Linked DNA regions of Mus musculus: region 1 is linked to region 2. A link is a contact called in public Hi-C data. All regions are on one chromosome and are shown on one strand. Each heading gives the region's core, a stretch centred on a gene start, on an enhancer-like site or on the middle of the called end of the contact. The rest is flanking DNA. Distances are from core to core; before and after follow the strand shown.

Region 1 (2,700 bases), core at 79-2,578, 670 kb after region 2:
CAATGCTATTGATGTGCCTAAAAAGGCACTGTGCATAGAATACTCTGCCTGCATTCTCTAATGCTGACAACTATGTGCCCTCCTGGGCTGGCTCTCTCCTTTGCAGCTCCCTCCCTCTTCACATATATTCAGGCACTCTGCTTCTCCATCCTTGAGTATCTGGTCGCCTTCCCCTTCTGTCCCATAGTGCTCTGCTCTGGTATTCCTGTCTGTTCCGCAGCCCTTGGAACATACTTCCTCTCCTTGCACCTAGCTCCTAGAAGTGGCCATGGACTACAGCTTCTCTGTAAACATCCTCACCCATGCTACAGAACATGCCTGGCCTCTGCCAGGTCTGGGAGGGGCCATGAGCTTCTTTACCTAATCCAGCAGCCATTGCTTCAGTGCACTTAATATTCACGACAGATAGAACATTTCATGGCGAATTGGATGCACATTCAACTGGAAATGAAAATTTTATGACTGTTCTCACCCTGAGCCACAGATTACACCAGCTGAGAAAACACGGGCACAAATGTACAACCTGTGAACTGTAAAGTATATTAATAATGAAACCACAGCCTGAGAAATGAAGCCTTTATTCTGTTTATATTCTGCTCCATTAATAGAAGGCACTTCAGCTGGCTCCGCCCCATTAGACAGCAATCTGTGCAGTGAACAAGGCTGGCTAGGAGACCTGTGGCTAGGGCTACTGGGGGCAACCTCTCAGCCAATGCCACTCTGACTGCAGAACTTCAAGTGGGCACCAGCCTTCTCCAAGTGGCAGCTAGGGATATGTGCACCCAGACTGTACATATGATTTTCATGCATATATAGGTCCTCATGCATGTCATCAAAGGACCATGCTTCCTCACCAAAACACCAGAGTTAAAGACAGAAAGAGAAAGGAAAAAAATCTCTTCTCCATACAGAAACTAGAACTGATCACCAAGGAGCTGAAACACATATTCAAGTATTGGGAAATTCTTAAAGTGAAGATACCCATCCCTAAATCACCCGCTTTATACACTTTAATATACAGATTTCCATACCTCATCTTAGAAATAATTAATCTACTTTATTATTTGACTACATTCACGGTATACGGTTCCATCTTTGTCAAACTCCAGATGCAATACTAAGAGCATCTCCCAGGTGAAACCAGCCCTGCTCTGCCTTCCAGCTTTCCAAACAGCCATAAAAGCCTACAGGCAGAAGCATAACAGCTAAATTCTTCCAGACAGGGTTTATACTGCCTGAGACCTGGGACTCGGCTATGCATACATATGCAGGGCCCTGGTAACCATGTGACTCAGCTTCCCTTTGCCCCCAGGAGCTACTTTGGGGATGCTTGCTGTGGGTGTACCCAGGAGCCCTGAGCTCAGCAAGGCAGAGGACCAATCTCCCTCCCTGTCAGTGCAGGCCTGGCATGATTTACAGATCTGCAGCGTAATTAGTGACAACTGGAAAGAAGTCAAGAATCTGTTCAGCCTATCATGGGAGCGCATGAGATGGGCTGGCAGATGGCAGAAACAAAAAAGAACCAGGAGATCCTTTGCTGAAGGAAGATTTGCACCCTGGCTGTGTACCTGCCTCTGCTGTGGTCCTAAAAAGTCAATGGGCACAGGGCAGGGCTGAGCGGTATATGTATAGTTAAGCTGGTGACTAATTTTCATTTGGCTACTGGCAAGAGCAACCCCTATTCCCCTGACCCGTCAGCTTCTTGGTTCCATCAGTGTCCCAGGACTGGGCACAAAGTGGGGCAGATGGTAGTTCTAGGTGGTGACCAACAACTGCCCTAAGGGGATGAGCTGCTTTGATGGAGTTGAGAATTCATATCTCCTAGTGTCCCCACAGCCATCATACTATCTTAAGGCAGCCCATCACTTATATGTTGGTGATGATGCTCATACAAATGAACACTGCACTGCTGTCATATAAAAGTCATCTGCATGGCACATAATGTATGGCACTTGAAAATGACCATATAGCTTTGTATCACTGGCCTATGTATCTACCATAATATAATTTTCCCATTGTCTCGGAGTACTATACCTATATAACATTTTCTGCAAATACTGTACCTCCATACTGGCCACAGATTCTGAGAGATCCTGCTTACCACATAATTATTTATATTCAGCGCATGGGGAATGATTGGCCTAGACTATCCAGTTTTCTGATACCTCTATGGCATCCAAACACTTATGATGCAGTGATGATTAAGCAGCTTGCAGCTTTATCTACTTCATTTTCTAGTCCTGGATACCATGGTAGCCTAGGGCCATGGGATGCTCCACACCTCCACTCTTCTTGGAGATTAGAATCCCATGCTTAAAGAAAGGTAGTGCAGAGTGATGTGGCTGTTCAGGTCAGCCACACAGAATATAGAGAAGCACTCACTGGCACATGAAATAATGTCGGCTATCACATACCTCTAACGATGTCACCTACTCTACATGTTAGATAAATGGTTCTGACTGACAAATTCACCGTTTTGAAGCACATGGCTTTTAGTCTTCATTGTGTGTGAACACAAATTCTCAGATAATCCAGGATCTGGTGGCTTCTCATCAAGCTCTATGAGAAATCTCTCCTTTTCCAGTAAGTTCTGTTCCTCCATACATGAAGAAATGTGAACACAGGGAACAGAAGTGATGTGTCCATCCAAACTAGAAGCTGCTACAAGTAGACACCAAATGAACTGCTTCACCTCCGGCT
Region 2 (2,700 bases), core at 107-2,606:
TTTCACACCCGGACGAGACACTGCGTAGTTAACTAAATACCCTTGGATTTTTCTTCCAGGCCAGGAGGATGTGATGACACAGGATCGCCCTCAGCTAACCATCTGTGATGGCAGCGTGTGTTGGGGCTATTTCACAATTGAAGGCTTTAGATTTCCTGTGCCAGGGCACGACTTTTTATGAGTCTTAGGAAGACACAGCCCCTCAGTCTAACCCTGTGCGGTGCACTTGGGCCCTGATGCAAATTATGAGGCCTTTGTGTTTTTATGGGCTGGGACCAAGAAGAGCAAGCATGTAGCTTTTATGCACCGACATCATTCCTGTGTGAGAAGCACAATAGGGAAGCTTTTTGTTTTAGCTTAATGAGTTACAGAGAATCACTTCCATGCTCCAGGCAGAGGGGTGGAGATGCTTGGAATATGAACCTTTGGGGACTGGGCCTGCTGCAGCAGAGACTTTAATAAAAATGCAGCCACCACTTTCCACGAGCTCAGCAGATATCATCTTTTATCCCTTTAATGAGGCAGTTCTGGTCCTAGGAGACAGATTCAGGGACATCCCAGCTTAAGTATGTCTCAGTGTACACAGGGTGAATGTGTTTGCCCTGCCTATGACTTTGATGGTTATAGTGAAAATAAAATATTCTGACCCAGATTCTGCAGCCAGAATGCCTGGCTTCTACAAGGAGATATTGAGGGTGGGATTTCCTTCTTCCTGTTCTCTGTGCTTTTCCTTGTGGAGTCCTTCCAACACACACAGATATCTCCCAGAGGAAGAAATCTTTTCACATGAACCCTAGGGTTAAATTTGGATCCCTTCTGCCTTGGGAGGTTCGTAGGTAAATCATCTTTTCAGCTAGTGAAAGATCCCAAAGTCCTGTCTTCTTGACCTGCATGGTCCTAAAGACAGCATGAGTTACAAGTGCTTCTCATCTTTTGAGCACCCCTTAGCTTGTAGTGGATGAGAGTGCCTTATCCTTATTGTGTTGCTTCAAGGAAAGTTCCAGGTCTGCTCTTTGAGGTATGATTTGTGGGACTTCACTTTTGCAGGGGACTGGTGGTTCAAAGGTGCCAAAAGCATCTAACCGCAGTGTATGTGAACCCAGGAAATGTGGATAGTAGTAGTAGTGGCAAAAGAGTTTCAACACTGCCAAATACCTCTTGTTCTTTCAGTCTTTTGTTAGAGGCAATGAATTGTTTCATAAACAAGGGGGATATCACTAATAAATTTACAAATTCTGCTGTCCTCCTCCTTCCTGTCCCTGAAAATTAAATAAAAAACTTAGAAACTTGAGCTTCTGCCTTCTGGGTGCAGTAAGACAGTTCTACCAGCAGAGGGCGAGCTTCAAGCTTCAATCTCTCTCTCTCTCTCTCTCTCTCTCTCTCTCTCTCTCTTATTAGCTACTGGCCTGTTTTCATGATCTTCAATTCTAATGTTTAACAGCTGGGCTTGGTAATGGGAAAGGGGAATAAAAAAGGAAAAGCTGAATGGTTGCTTTTCATGCTTTGTGGAAACAACAATGTGTATGTTCAACTATGACTGCTGCTGCTTACCTGACCGTTGTGGTAGCTGACTTTTAAAAGTCAGCACAAGCCATGTTGATTTTGTCTCTCTTCTCTCTTCTGCCCCTTTCCCCTGCTATAGACAAACCTATCCCTGTGCCCACCTATTACTCTCTGGATCTCCTCTACAGATTTTACCTCGTGTAATCTTCTCTTCCATTGCTCTAATCTTACAAGGTGCCTCCACCGGACACTCTTTTCTTGTTACCTATGGTCTCCTTCACTTCTTCCCACCATCATTAATTCTTACTATTCTCTATGCTAAAATAGCTTGCTACTACCTCAACATTTCTTGAAAGAACATAAACAGTCCATGCAGATTTCTGCAGCTCAGCTTTCAACCTCTCTCTTTTTCCTTGTCTACTAATCTGTTCTATGAGCTGTGTTCCTTTCTTATCAGTAAGACGAGGTACTCAGTTGTTTCACTGAGAGGCCATGTTCTCAGTAAGGGGAAACCCACAGTCTTGGCCTCAGGGAAATCTATCATATGGTTTTTGGTAGTATTTTTGTTTTCTAAAACTTACAATTCATTTTACCTCTTCATTTTTTGCAATACTGGGGATCAAACTCAAGGCCTTATGCATGCTAGATAAGAGTAGTGCTATAGCCTTATAGATTTTCCTATAGCCTTATAGCTCTATGTAAAATGACTTTTATGACTCCTTGAAAGAGTTCATTAGGGGTTTATTTCTTGGGAAGTTAGTGTTCCGAATGTATCAACGAGTTAAATGATACACCTATCAGAATTAGTAAACCCCCTTGAAGGTGTCTGTTCCAGGTCACATGACCTCTTAGTTCCTAAATCCTGAACAAAGTCAGGCAAGGAGCAGAGACCAGAAGGTAAAGCCAAGATATCCTAAGCTTGTGTACACACTCAATTCCCTGTGAAAATTTCCCCAGCTCAGAGAGGACAATTGCTTCCTGTGGGAGATCAGTTTTGTTTTGACAGGCCCTTGATTGTGCTGAGAGACCTTAGGAAGTGACGTGCTACAGCATGCTACAGAAGACTGAAGTTTTCAGTATAGATAAAAACTCATTTTATATAAATGAGGCCATATTATCATCCCTGTAACTATTCATAGGGCTGCTTGGAAAGTAAAAATAATTATTTTAATACTGAGTTATTTTGCCTTTTCGAAG

The links. A called contact is a pair of places that touch in the nucleus more often than the background predicts.
Region 1: a contact with region 2 is called in a Hi-C map of cerebellar granule neurons, with 2.3 times the contacts expected there. The contact joins two enhancer-like sites. A contact is called at or near these places in 1 of 484 Hi-C or Micro-C datasets (cerebellar granule neurons) and 2 of 115 datasets of contacts at active chromatin or transcription factors (embryonic forebrain and neural tube).

What each region holds. Positions count from the first base shown.
Region 1 is chr9:29,074,778-29,077,477 of GRCm38.p6, forward strand. The region is part of intron 3 of Ntm (neurotrimin); the gene reads right to left. It overlaps Gm15520 (a long non-coding RNA gene), which reads left to right. Exons shown (of 6, transcript XR_003948299.1): 6 at 1-2,700. Among named protein-coding and RNA genes, the nearest start is that of Gm15520, 41 kb to the left of the region's middle. Within about 2 kb of position 1,329, at least 15 of the 459 cell types and tissues checked have an H3K27ac peak or open chromatin away from gene starts, as enhancers often do. A contact at or near this core is called in cerebellar granule neurons, where this site is marked.
Region 2 is chr9:28,404,690-28,407,389 of GRCm38.p6, forward strand. All of the region lies in intron 2 of Opcml (opioid binding protein/cell adhesion molecule-like), which reads left to right. Among named protein-coding and RNA genes, the nearest start is that of Gm39313, 9.8 kb to the left of the region's middle. Within about 2 kb of position 1,357, at least 6 of the 459 cell types and tissues checked have an H3K27ac peak or open chromatin away from gene starts, as enhancers often do. A contact at or near this core is called in cerebellar granule neurons, where this site is marked.